Linked DNA regions of Sus scrofa: region 1 is linked to region 2. The links are chromatin contacts, called in public HiChIP or PLAC-seq maps. All regions are on one chromosome and are shown on one strand. Each heading gives the region's core, a stretch centred on a gene start, on an enhancer-like site or on the middle of the called end of the contact. The rest is flanking DNA. Distances are from core to core; before and after follow the strand shown.

Evidence for each region. HiChIP or PLAC-seq counts read pairs in DNA pulled down with a chosen protein or histone mark.
Region 1: a contact with region 2 is called in an H3K27ac HiChIP or PLAC-seq map of skeletal muscle. The contact joins the promoter of SNTA1 here to the promoter of CDK5RAP1 in region 2. A contact is called at or near these places in 4 of 47 Hi-C or Micro-C datasets (embryonic fibroblasts, heart right ventricle and skeletal muscle) and 1 of 2 datasets of contacts at active chromatin or transcription factors (skeletal muscle).

The regions. Positions count from the first base shown.
Region 1 is chr17:36,943,324-36,949,359 of Sscrofa11.1, reverse strand. It overlaps SNTA1 (alpha-1-syntrophin), which reads left to right and starts at 3,128. Exons shown (of 8, transcript XM_003359945.5): 1 at 3,128-3,567. The coding sequence starts at 3,258.
Region 2 is chr17:36,906,184-36,912,628 of Sscrofa11.1, reverse strand. CDK5RAP1 (CDK5 regulatory subunit-associated protein 1) reads left to right here and starts at 1,285. Exons shown (of 13, transcript XM_013985267.2): 1 at 1,285-1,551; 2 at 4,610-4,940. The coding sequence starts at 4,631.

The sequences.
Region 1 (6,036 bases), core at 1,879-4,378, 35 kb before region 2:
CTTTTTTTCCTTCCTTTCTCACTTTGTCTCTCTCTTTCTTTCATGTATTTATTGAGTGTCGTGTATATGTCAGACCCTGGGTTGGTTTGTTTGTTTTACTTGTGTCTTCCATGTTTTGATACTTATTATTCCAAATTAAAGCTTTTTGATTGATGCTTGTTTTCCAAGATAATTACAACTCATATTTTTGAATGCTAATTATGTAGTACAGGAATTGTGTTAAGCAGAATTCAGTTCTATGATTCTTAATTTATAGATAATGAAATGGGGGCTTAGAGGTTAAGTAAGTCTCCCAGGACCACAGAGATAGAAAGTGGCACAGCATTGCATATCTCGGTAAGGACTGAAAAAAAGACAGAGCAGGAAATTGAACACAGAACATTAGAAGACAAAGCTCATGCTCTTAACCACCATGGGCTCCTGTCTCCATGTGGGCTGTATTTCCTGTGAAATGGGAGCCTATCTTGTTTACAACTATCTTGTTTGCACACTTACCACTGGGTCTAGCATACAGTGGATATTGAATAAATATTGTTAAATGAATGAATGAATCGTAAATTCATCTCTTTCTGCTGTGTGGGCTGTGGAAAGGAGAAGTAGGAGGGATATGGGCTTGGAAGCCAGAGAGACCCAGGTTTGCTCAGAGATCTGTTCTTACTAGTGGAGTCTCAATTTCCTCATCTATAAAATGGGGATAATGTACAGACCGTGTAGGATTTATGTGAGGTTTAAATGACAATGTATATTAATCAGCCAGCTCATGGTCCAATATATAGCAAACTGAACAAACGGCATCATCTATTTTTTTCACCCTTTTTTGGCCGCTCCACTGCATATGGAGTTCCCAGGGCAGGGATCAGATCCAAGCCACAGTTGCAACCTACGCCACAGCTGCGGCAGCACTGGATCCTTAACCCACTATGCTGGGTTGGGGATCAAACCTGTATCCCAGCACTGCAGAGACGCCACCGATCCTGTTGCACCACAGCAGGAACTCCTGGCACCTATTTTTTTCATGTGTACATGTGCATATAATACATCGTATTATGCATGTGGCTTCAGTGGGTTTTCAGTGGTATAGAGGCATTCCTCTATTACTGGATACTTATCTTGGTCTAGTTACTTGCAAACATGAGTTTGCTGTGGTCAATTTGTATATGAACCTGTTTTCGTATGAATTATTTTTTTCCCTTGATGGTGTCTTTTTTTTTTTTTTTTTGTATTTTTTAGGTCTGCACCTCATCACACGGTGGTTCCCAGGCTAGGGGTCGAATTGGAGCTACAGCTGCTGGCCTACACCACAGCCTCAGCAAAGCATGATCCAAGCCATGTCTGAGACCTACATCACAGCTCACGGCAACCCTGGATCCTTAACCCCCTGAGCGAGCCCAGGGATGGAACCTGAGTCCTCATGGATACTAGTCAGATCTGTTTCCACTGAGCCATGATGGGAACTCCCCTTGATGGTATCTTATGTGTAGAATTTTACCTGAAGGTGCAGGGAATCTACATACAATGTGGCCCTAACTATTTATTGCCCAACACGTTGGAAGATGGAGAAAAGGGGCAGATATGAGGGCTGGTTGAGGAGTGCAATGTCGTGGGTTTTTTCTGGTAACCATCACACCTCACTTGTGTGTTTGGCAACTGCCTAGCATAGTGGATCAGTGCCCAGACACACATGTCAAACAGTCCTAGATTTGAATTCCAGCCCTGCGCTACTCACAAATGTGTGACCTGAGCCAATTAAACTTTCTAAATCTAAGTTTTCACTTCTGTTTAATGAGAGTGTTCTCAACTGTAGCTACTCCATGAGGTTACTGTAAAGTCAAGAAGATACATGCAGATGCTTAGATCTGGGCCTGGCCAATAGTAAGCATTCAATGTAGGCATTCAATAAATAAAGGTGATTATATTGATTGCATAAGATTCACAGTTTACTTTTCCCCATTGATTTAATCCTGACACAGTCCCCTGTGAGGCAGGGGTTATTATGACCCCCATCTCACAGATGAGGAAATTGAGGCCTAGAGAACTGAAAGTACCTGGACCAGGGTCGATATGGGGCTAACACAGTGTCTGAGCAGTATTGTAAGCCAGGTCTCCAGAGACCCAGACCCAGAGAGCCCCACCTTCCAGCCCTCTTTCCTCACAGGGGTTCTTCTCCCTCCAGGTCTCTCAGTGTGGGACTTAAGGCTTCTCCGTATTTGACTGTGAACAGAACAACGGCTTAATCTTTAGTTTTATTTTGTCTTTTTTTTTTTTTTTTTTTTGGTCTTTTTAGGGCCGCACCCGCGGCATATGGAGGTTCCCAGGCTAGGGGTCAAATCGGAGCTGTAGCTGCCGGCCTACACCGCAGCCACAGCAACGCCAGATCCAAGCCATGTCTGCGACCTACACCACAGCTCACCCACTGAGCGAGGCCAGGGATGGAACCCACAACCTCATGGTTCCTAGTCGGATTCGGAAACCACTGAGCCACGACGTGAACTCCAAGAACAAGGGCTTAATCTCAAACACCTTTCCAATTTCCAAGTGAGGGCAGTACCCACTCTTTCCCCAAACCCTAAACAGCCTGCAACGTGCTCATCCCAGTGGGAGGGGCCTGTTAGCGTTAGTCACCACGCCCCACACTAAGCCACGCCCACAGATATTAGCTCTGGCCCCACCCTGGGAAACAGGCTCCCTCAAACCTTCTTTAGCTGCCAGCCTGCGAAGTCCCTCGCGGCTTGGTGTCTACTACTTAAACTCAAGCCCTGTCTCTGGAGTCCGGCTCTCCGCCATATGCAGTCCCACCTCAACAACCAAAGTCTCGCAGCAGTGTCCATGGTTCTTTTTCCTGTGCTGTCACGTAGGTGAGCGACGGTCCTGGCCCCGGACTGCCACGCCCAGCGAAGTCTCTTCCACAGGATGAAGCCACGCCCCTAATTGCCCCACCGCCCCCGTTTCAGAAGCTTCTCGCTGTAACTCGTGGTCCCGCCCAGACGCCCTTATGACCCCACCCCCATGAAGTCCCACACTACATCCTTCGGCTCCTGGACCCCGCCCTCCCTGTCTCTCCTGAAGCTTGTCTGTGGCCACGCCCCCGCCGTTAGCCACACCCACACATAGCCCCGCCCCTAGGCTCCACCCCCAGGTGGAGGGTGGCGGCAGGCCCAGTGGGGCCCCCGCTGCCCTCTGCCCTGGGCGCTGGGTCAGAGCCTGCCGGGCACTGCGGGACAGGGCGAACGCGGCGGCCTGGGGGCTCGGAGGCGAAGATGGCGTCAGGCAGGCGCGCCCCGCGCACAGGGCTGCTGGAACTGCGCGCCGGAGCGGGCTCGGGGGCCGGCGGAGAGCGGTGGCAGCGGGTGCTGCTCAGTCTAGCTGAGGACACGCTGACCGTGAGCCCCGCCGACGGCGAACCCGGCCCGGAACCCGTCGCCCAGCGGGAGCCGGTGCCCGCGCAGCTCAACGGTGCCACCGAACCAGGCGCCGCGTCCCCGCAGCTGCCTGAGGCGCAACTGCCCCAGACGCGCTTCGTGACGGTGCACAAGGCCGATGCCGGCGGGCTGGGTATCAGCATCAAAGGTGGGCGCCGGGGCACCGAGGGCGCTGGTTGTGGTGTCTGTGGGACAGATGAGGGCGCCGGGGTCGCAGGGGCTGGCGGCGTACCGAGGACGTGGAGTTGGAGGACTTCGGTCTTGGGGGTAAGGGCGTCCGAGAGGACAGAGGGAACCCAGGAAACAAGGAGCATCAAGGTCGGAGAGGGTTTTGAGAATCGGAAGTCTTAGTTAGAAGGCAGATATGTGGAGGGCGTTGAGGGGCCCACCGAGGACACGTGGGTGGGGAGTTCCGTGCGGAGGCGAAGAGATCTAAGACTGGTTGCCTCTCAGGGGTTGCACGGCCATCAGGGATAAGAGGAGCCCCAGGAGAGCAAAGGATGGAGAAAGGGGTTTGAGGCCTGGGGGGCTGCTAGGCCATGGATGGGGGAGTCTTCAAGATACAACCAAAGTGGGAGGGAGGGCTAGTAAGGCCTGGAGTAGGAAGCATGGCCGGTGAGGAGGATTGCAAACTACATGGAGGCACCAGCTGGACTGAGCTCCCAGATAGAGAGAAAAAAAGGACCTAGAAACCTGAGGCTGTGTACCTAGGTGAAGAGTCCTAAAAGCTGGGTTTGAGTTTCCTGATCTGACCATTTGCACCTTGCACATGATTGAGACTGGCTCTCAGCCCCTAGTACTGCAGCTGCAGCTGGGATTGGATCCCTAGCCTAGCCTGGGAACTTACATATGCCTCAGGTGTGGCCCTAAAAAGAAAAAAAAAAGAGTCCAAAGTACCCACCCTGCCAACACATAGTAGGTGCCTGGTTAATTATTGCTGTTAGATGAGAGGAAAAATGGAGGCCAGGAAAGACATCCCAAGTAACTAACCATAGTGCTAAAAAACCCTGCACACTCCAGCTGCTGGGTTCACCATTCCAAACCACTTACTTCTAAGGCTCCTAGCTCCCAGCCAAAGCAGTGTTATCTGACTTGGGAAAGGGTGTTAGCCTTGGGAAAGAGTTAGCCCTGGGTGTGCACATTTCTCTTACCCTGATATTGGCTCTGTTCCTGGTGCTTCCAGACCCTTTGGCCTAGGTGAGGGGTGACTTGGCTACCACTGTGTGTCAAGTGCTGTGCCCAGTACTCTAGGCTCACAATCTACTCTAACCTGGCTACAAGTACTAAAAGATAGGAAGCATAATCCTCATTTAGCCGGTGAAGAAACTGAGACTCAGAAAAGTCAAATGGTTTTCCCAGGATCACATAGCTGGTAAGTGGCAGAGCTGGGATTTGAACCTCAATTTTCAGGCCACTAGAGAGTGTCCAGAGAAGTCACTTCTTCCCCATAGAAGGACAAACTTCCGTGCAGCCAACCAAAGGCATCTAAAAGGGTGAAAAGGGAGAGCCAGGGAGGGAGCGCCAGTTTTGCCCTCAAAACTTTAGCAAAGGATAGGGCAACAGGTCAATCCAGAAATTGTACACTCAAAAGGAGGAAGGAACTTAAGAGTTCATATAGAGATCCATTTTGCAAATGGACAAACTGAATCTTGGAGAGGAGGGGAACTTTCTAAGGTCACATAAAATACTCCCCAGCTTCATTGTTCCAGGTGAGGGTAAAGGTATTTTTAGGAGGTGTCAGGGGAATACCAGCCCCATTCAATTCTTCATGTATGGAGACTGAGCTCCTGTTGCCATGTTGACCTTTCCTCTAGGGACCAGCCCAGCCCAAGGCATCCAGGAATGATTATGGATCCAAACTGAACTGAAGTTTGAGGTGACCCTTTGAAAGGGTAGTTTCAGGTGAAGAGGGCAGATATAAATAGAAATCTCTTCCTTTTCTAGGCCTCAGGCTCTTTGCAGTGCAAAGAGCAAACTGTTGGGTCTTTGTGGGGCGTCAGGAGAGGCATTCCAATGCTACTTCTGCCACCAATTTGTTGTGTGACCTTGGAATTATGACCTCCCTTCTCTGGGCCACTAATTCCTTATCTTTGAGGATAAACCAGTAGTGTGGTATCTGAGGGCCTGACCGTGGAGTTGAGTGTTGGTTCTGGAGCCAGGAGACCCAGATTTAGATATTTGTTTTGCCACTAACCAGCTGGGTAACCTTGTCCAAGGGGCTTCTCTCCACACTTCAGTTGTCCTGATAGGGATCTGAGCATGCCTGTGTGGTTGGGGTGTCGTGAAGATGCAGTGAGACAAGATTGAAAGCGTTTAGCGTGGTGCTTGGCACTTGGTATGTGGAACTGATGTGAACTGTCTTTACTGTTTCTTATTTTAAAAGGGCATTCAGGAGTTTAGCAATGAAGCACTGTGGTAAATGTATTAGCTTCCCTCCCCCCCCATCAGACTGTAATTCAAATAGACTTTTGAAATCTCAAGACTTTAAGACCTTGGTTTCTAGCATGGGTCCCAGGTTGTAAAGCTTTCTAGTTGCTGAAGAGATCCTTTGTGACCATAGCAATAGCTGACATCTATCTTCATTTTCTTTTTCTTTCTTTTTTCTTTTTCTTTTTAG
Region 2 (6,445 bases), core at 36-2,535:
AGCCACAGTGGGAACTCCCTTATTGCAACTGTTTGTGAGGAGATGATGGTGGCCTGGGCTGGAGTTGCAGAAGGGGAAGAATGGGAAGTGGAAAGATTTGAGATATTTTATTTTTATGTTTTTGTCTTTTTAGGGCTGCACCTATGGCATATGGAGGTTCTCAGGCTAGGGGTCGAATCGGAGCTATAGCTGCTAGCCTACACCACAGCCACGGCAACATGGGATCCGAGCCATATCTGTGACCTACACCACAGCTTACGGCAATGCCGGATCCTTAACCCACTGAGAGAGGCACGGGATTGAACCTTCATCCTCATGGATGCTAGTCGGGTTTGTTAACCACTGAGCCATGATGGGAACTCCAGATTTGAGATATTTTAGAAATAGAGTTGACAGAACTTGCAGATAGACTGAGTGCAGAGGCTGAGGGAGAGGGAACAAAAATGACTCAGGTTCCTCTACTGCAACTGGGAGGATGTTTGGGTCATTTATTGAGATGGGCAAGACTGGGCAGGCACAGGTTTTGCATGAGGATGTGTGTGAGAAATTAGAGTTTTGTATTAAGTTAGAGATGGTCGATAGGCACTCAAGGGGATGTACCTGGTAGGCAGGGGAAGTAGGGGTCTGTAACTCCAGGGGGAGTTCATGCTTTAACCCATAACACAGCAGTATGCAATAGAAATAGAAAATGAGCCACATAATTAAAAATTTCCCAGTAGTCGGAGTTCCTGTAGTGGCTCAGCAGTAATGAACTGGACTAGTATCCATGAGGACTTGGGTTAGATCCCTGGCCTGGCTCAGTGGGTTAAGAATCTGGTGTTGCCATTAGCTGTGGTATAGGCCACAGATGCAGTTTGGATTCTGTGTGGCTGTGGCTGTAGCTGTGGCTGTGGCCCGCAGCAGCAGCTCTGATTCAACCCCTAGTCTGGGAACTTCCATATGCTGCAGGTGCAGCCCTGAAAAGCAGCAGTCACATTAAAATAGTAAAAAGAAACAGGTGAAACTATTTTTTTTCTTTTTTTTTCCCCCTGCAACCACGGCATGTGGAATTTTCCAGGCCAGGGATGGAACCTGTGCCACAGCACCAACCCAAGCCGCTGCAGTGACAAGGCGGGATCCTAAATCTGTGCGCCACAAGAGAACTCCATAGGTGAAACTAAAATAATATATTTAGCCTTCCAAATTCCAAATATTATCTCAGTACATAATCAATATAAAATTATTGACGAGACAGGCTGCATTCCTTCTTAGACATCCGGTGTGTATTTTATATTTAGAACACATTTAATTTGCATTCACCACATTTCAAGCGCGTCGTTGCTGCACGCCGGATAGAAGTTATCAAACGGTTCAGCGCAGGGACTTCCAGGCCGGGAGCTTGGACCCACCCGGAGGGCACAGTAACGCACTTCCGCCGGAACATCCCGGACCGAAATCGCGGAGGAACGGAAGTTGCGCGTGAGCGTGCGCAGTCGCAGACTGCTGAACCGGGATCTGGGGCAGCTGAGAGGTTCTTCAGCCGTTAGACGCCAGTCACTCTGACTGCGGGAGGTGAGCGGTGCCCCGGGAGAAAGTGGCCTGTGCCCAGGCCCACGGGCCGCGTATGGAGCTGGAGGGGCAGGGGGGCCCCAGGAATGCGCGGTGTTCAAGGGGAGGATAGAGCAGTGGTTATGGCGCGTTCTCTGGAATCAGACTGTTGTAATTCGCACCCTAGCCCCTTGCTTACTCATTTGTGATCTTGGCCAAGTCACCCCTCTTCCCCTCCAGCCTTAGCTTTGTCACCTGTGAAGTGGCGGTGATAGAACCTGCCTCCTGGTTGTGTGAGGATTAAATAGGATAATCCACGTGAAGCGCTCAATACCGCTTCTGACACATTGTAGTCACCCAGTAAGATGTATAGGCTGCTTTATTGCTTATTTATATTGAGACAAGGCTGTTGTCTCATCGTTTTTGTCGACTGCCGATTTATGTTGGGCCCCACAGAGGCCCCTACGTTGTGCTAGGCGAGCATTTTATTTATGTTACCACATTTGATCCTCACAACAGACACGGAGATAGGTTCTATAATAGATACTATTTTTCTCATTTTACACATGAGGAAGTGGAAGCTCCCAGAACTTAAGAAGCTTCCAGGTGTTCAAAGATACCTGGCCAGGCCAAAGATGGGTCAGACTCTGATTTTAGGGTCTTAACCACAATGCTCTTTGCCCACCCTTAAAGGGGGCATGGGCTGCAGATGTGCAATTAAGTTATGCCTTTATGTCTCACCACCTCTGAGAGGTATTTTTATCCTTATTTTATAGAGGTGGAATTGGAGGCCCAGAGACATGAATTTGACTTGCCCAAGGTCACACAAGTTAAAGGGCAGAAAGAGTTGACTTTATAGCTCACAGTAGAAGTGTGCTGTTCTCTGTCACTTGAAAGTAGGTTGGCATTGTTCCTGCCCGAAGTGCTGGTGCCACATATGGCAAGTGATTAGGTTGGAGAAGTAACAGGCCACATGTCATTTTACGTGTAAAACACCTGTCATGTTCTAGAATGGGAGATATGAAGAATGTAGAAATGAATGAGATTTGTTCTCTGCTCTCTGGGACCTCCCAGCTCCCAGGGTTAGGTAGTAATTAATAGCTAAGTGTGATGAGTCTTGTGATAGAAAGTTAGAAAGAGGTTTCGGGAGCCCAGAGGAGGATCCCTAGACTTTGGGAGTAGTGGCCAGGAAAGGCTTCCAGGAGGAAGCAGGGACCTAAAAGTAGCATAGAAATTGGCCAGGTCAGTTGAGAGACGATATACCTAGAGAGAACAGCATGTGTAAAAGCTTAGCAGCCAGGAGTTCCCGTCGTGGCGCAGTGGTTAACGAATCCGACTAGGAACCATGAGGTTGCGGGTTCGGTCCCTGCCCTTGCTCAGTGGGTTAACGATCCGGCGTTGCCGTGAGCTGTGGTGTAGGTTGCAGACGCGGCTCGGATCCCGCGTTGCTGTGGCTCTGGCGTAGGCCGGTGGCTACAGCTCTGATTCAACCCCTAGCCTGGGAATCTCCATATGCCGCGGGAGCGGCCCAAGAAATAGCAGCAACAACAACAACAACAACAACAAAAAAAAGACAAAAAGACAAAAAAAAAAAAAAAAAAAAAAAAGCTTAGCAGCCAGTGAAGATCAGTACAAAGAAATCTGGTATGGCTGGAGTGAGGCAGTCGGGCTGGAGGTGTGGGGTCCATTAAGAATACGTGGTGGAAAGTGTGTCTCCATCTTCTGTACTTTGAGTCACCTAGGTTCCTTCCTGGGAGGCACTCACTGTTTTTTATGCATTCCAGAGATACTGTCTGCATTTATAAACACGTACCTGAGTATTCTACTTTCTTTCTTACACAGATTTGTGGGTTGCCTACTGTATCTAGTATAGCACTTTGCTTCCTTGCTTTTGTCATGTGAGACAAGATTCAGCCTTACTTCCTAACAGTTGCATCTTATTCCATTGTGTGGATGTACTGTGACTTACTTAGCTAGTCCCTTGTTGATGACATTTAGATTTTTTCCATTTCTTTGCTGGTAGAAGTACTGCTGCATCAAATATCATTAGAGGTAGGTTATTTTGAACATGTAAGAGTCTGTCTGGGAGTTCCCACTGTGGCACAGCAGGTTAAAGACCCAGCGTTGTCTCTGTGGTGGTGCAGGTTCTATCCCTGGCTGGGTGCAGTGGGTTAAGGATCTGGTGTTGCTGAGGCTGTGGCATAGATTGTAGCTTCAGCTTGGATTCCATCCCTGGCCTTGGGAACTTCCATATGCCTCAGGTGTAGCCGGAAGTCTTATCTGTAGGATAAATACCTAGGAATGGAACTGCTTGGTCAGAGGGCTTGTGTGTTTGTAATTTTGATGGAAGGTGACAAATTGCCCTCTTCTCCCAGCCATGTGTGAGAGGGCCTGGCTGGGAAGTTTCAAGGCAGTAATTTGAGACTCTTGAAGAGGGAGGAGTCACTGATCAGGCGTATGGTGCCCCCATGTTAGATACTTTCCTTTTGAAGGAACCTAATGGGAGATGCCTTTAGTACGAGGTTTTCACAGCAGGGGGAGGCAGTGGAGCAAGGTGATGGGGTGGGGGGGGGCACAGGCTTTAGCGGTAATACAGACCTTTATTTGAATCCTGACTCAGCTGATTACTGGCTGTGGGAATTTAGGTAAGTCCCTTAGCCTCTCTGTGTCTTTTTCCTCATCTCTGAATGGGGATGATAATAGTGTCTGCTGCTTATGTTACTCAGGGTTGCTGTGAAGATTTAAAGAATTAATGTACCTGAAGCCCTTGGAACTGTGCCTGGCACAAGGTGCTGCTTTGTTATTTTGTTAGGGCTTCTCTTTTCATCTCTTCCATCCCTTTGTTTTGAAAATAGACTGCCTGGATTTGCATCTCATCTCTGGCACTCCTTTGTATGATCTTTGCCGTGGTGACTCAGTTTTTTTACCTGTAAAATATTATTAAAGGGACAGTGTTATTAAGATACACTTGCTTCTTAGTTTTTTGTGAGGATTAAATGTATTAATATACTTGAGGCACTTAGAGCAGTGCCCTATACATAGTGTTCAGTAAATGTTAGTGATGTCTCTCATTCTCTTGCAGACTTTGGGCTGTTTTAGTACCATGCATCCTTTACAGCATGTCCTCCAAGTGCAAAGGTGTCTGAGGTGGGGGCCCTTGGCCTCTGGGTCCTGGCTGCTGCTCAGGACCTGCAGGGCACACAGTGGTGTCCCCAGCACTGCACGACCCAGTCCAGAGAGGCAGCAGGAAGATGGCGTTTGGAAGGATTTCAGCTCCAGGCTGGCCAGTGGACCAACTTTTCAGCATTTTTTAAGAAGTGCTTCAGTTCCTCAAGAGAAACCACCTTCTCCAGATGTGGAGGACCCACCCCCATATCTCACAGTGGATGAACTTTTAGGAAAGCAGAGAAAAGGTTGGTTTTACTTTTCTTCTCTAGGCTCCCTGCTTTGCTCTTTTTCAGCATCCATGGCCTGATTTTTAACTATTCTTTTGTTACAGACCTGGCTTTGGAGGGTTAACAGAGTGGGAAGGCTGCTGAGTTATGGACTTGTCAAACTCCACCACGTAACAATAATATAAGGAAACTTAATAGTTTTGGTACACGCAGCTGGTGGGTAGAAGTCCTGGGGAGTCCTCTTTTTGATTGCTTTTGGAAACCTTATAATCTCTGTTCTCATTTTTAGATTATCTTAAGTTATAAGTAGGTTTCGTAGTTGGTGCTGTAGAAATTCATTCTTTATGCTTAGGCAGAGGTTTTCTTACAAACATAATATGATCAGTTAAACTGCCTTAAAAAAAGTTTGAGGGAGTTCCCGTCGTGGCGCAGTGGTTAACGAATCTGACTAGGAACCATGAGGTTGCGGGTTCGGTCCCTGCCCTTGCTTAGTGGGTTAAGGATCCGGCGTTGCCGTGAGCTGTGGTGTAGGTTGCAGACGCAGCTCGGATCCCGAGTTGCTGTGGCTCTGGCGTAGGCCGGTGGCTACAGCTCCGATTCAACCCCTAGCCTGGGAACCCCCATATGCCGCGGGAGCGGCCCAAGAAATAGCAGCAACAACAACAACAACAACAACAACAACAACAACAAAAAGTTTGAAGAGTGAGTTCTCTGGTGGCTCAGTGGGTTAAGGATCTGGCACTGTCACTGCTGTTGCTTGGGTCGCTGCTGTGTTACACGTTTGATCCCTGGCCCAGGAACTGCATTCCGTGGGCGTGACCAAAAAAAAAGTTTGAAGAGATATTAAGAGACAATCAGACTTTTCTCCTTTTGCATTGTTTCCAAAAAAATTTCCCTTTGTATTTATTTGTTTATGTATTTATTTATTTAGGGCCATAACCATGGCCTATGGAGGTTCCCAGGCTAGAGGTCGAATCAGAGCTGTAGCTGCTGGCCTACACCACAGCCATAGCAATGCCAGATCCAAGCTGTGTCTTCGACTTATACTATAGCTCATGGTAATGCCGATCATTAACCCACTGTTTGAGGCCAGGGATTGAACCTTCATCCTCACGGACACTAGTAAGATTGGTTTCTGCTGAGCACAATGGGTACTCCAGAAATTCTCTTTATAATTCTTAATGATTTGGTTGCAGTCATATGGTGCAAATTATTTGTATTTTGCTATTTTCTCCTTCCTTCCTTCCTTTCCTTCCTTCCTTTCCTTTCTTTCCTTTCCTTTCCTTTCTCTTCCTTCCTTCCTTCCTTCCTTTTTAAGGGCTGTATCCCGGCATATAGAGATTCCCAGGCTAGGAGGCAAACCATAGCTATAGCTGCTGGCCTATACCACAGCCACAGCAATGCAGGATCTGAGCCACGTCTGTGACCTACACTAAAGTTCATGGCAGCACCGCATCCTTAACCCACTGAGCAAGGCCAGGGATCAAACCTGCGTCCTCATGGATTCCAGTCAGATTCATTTC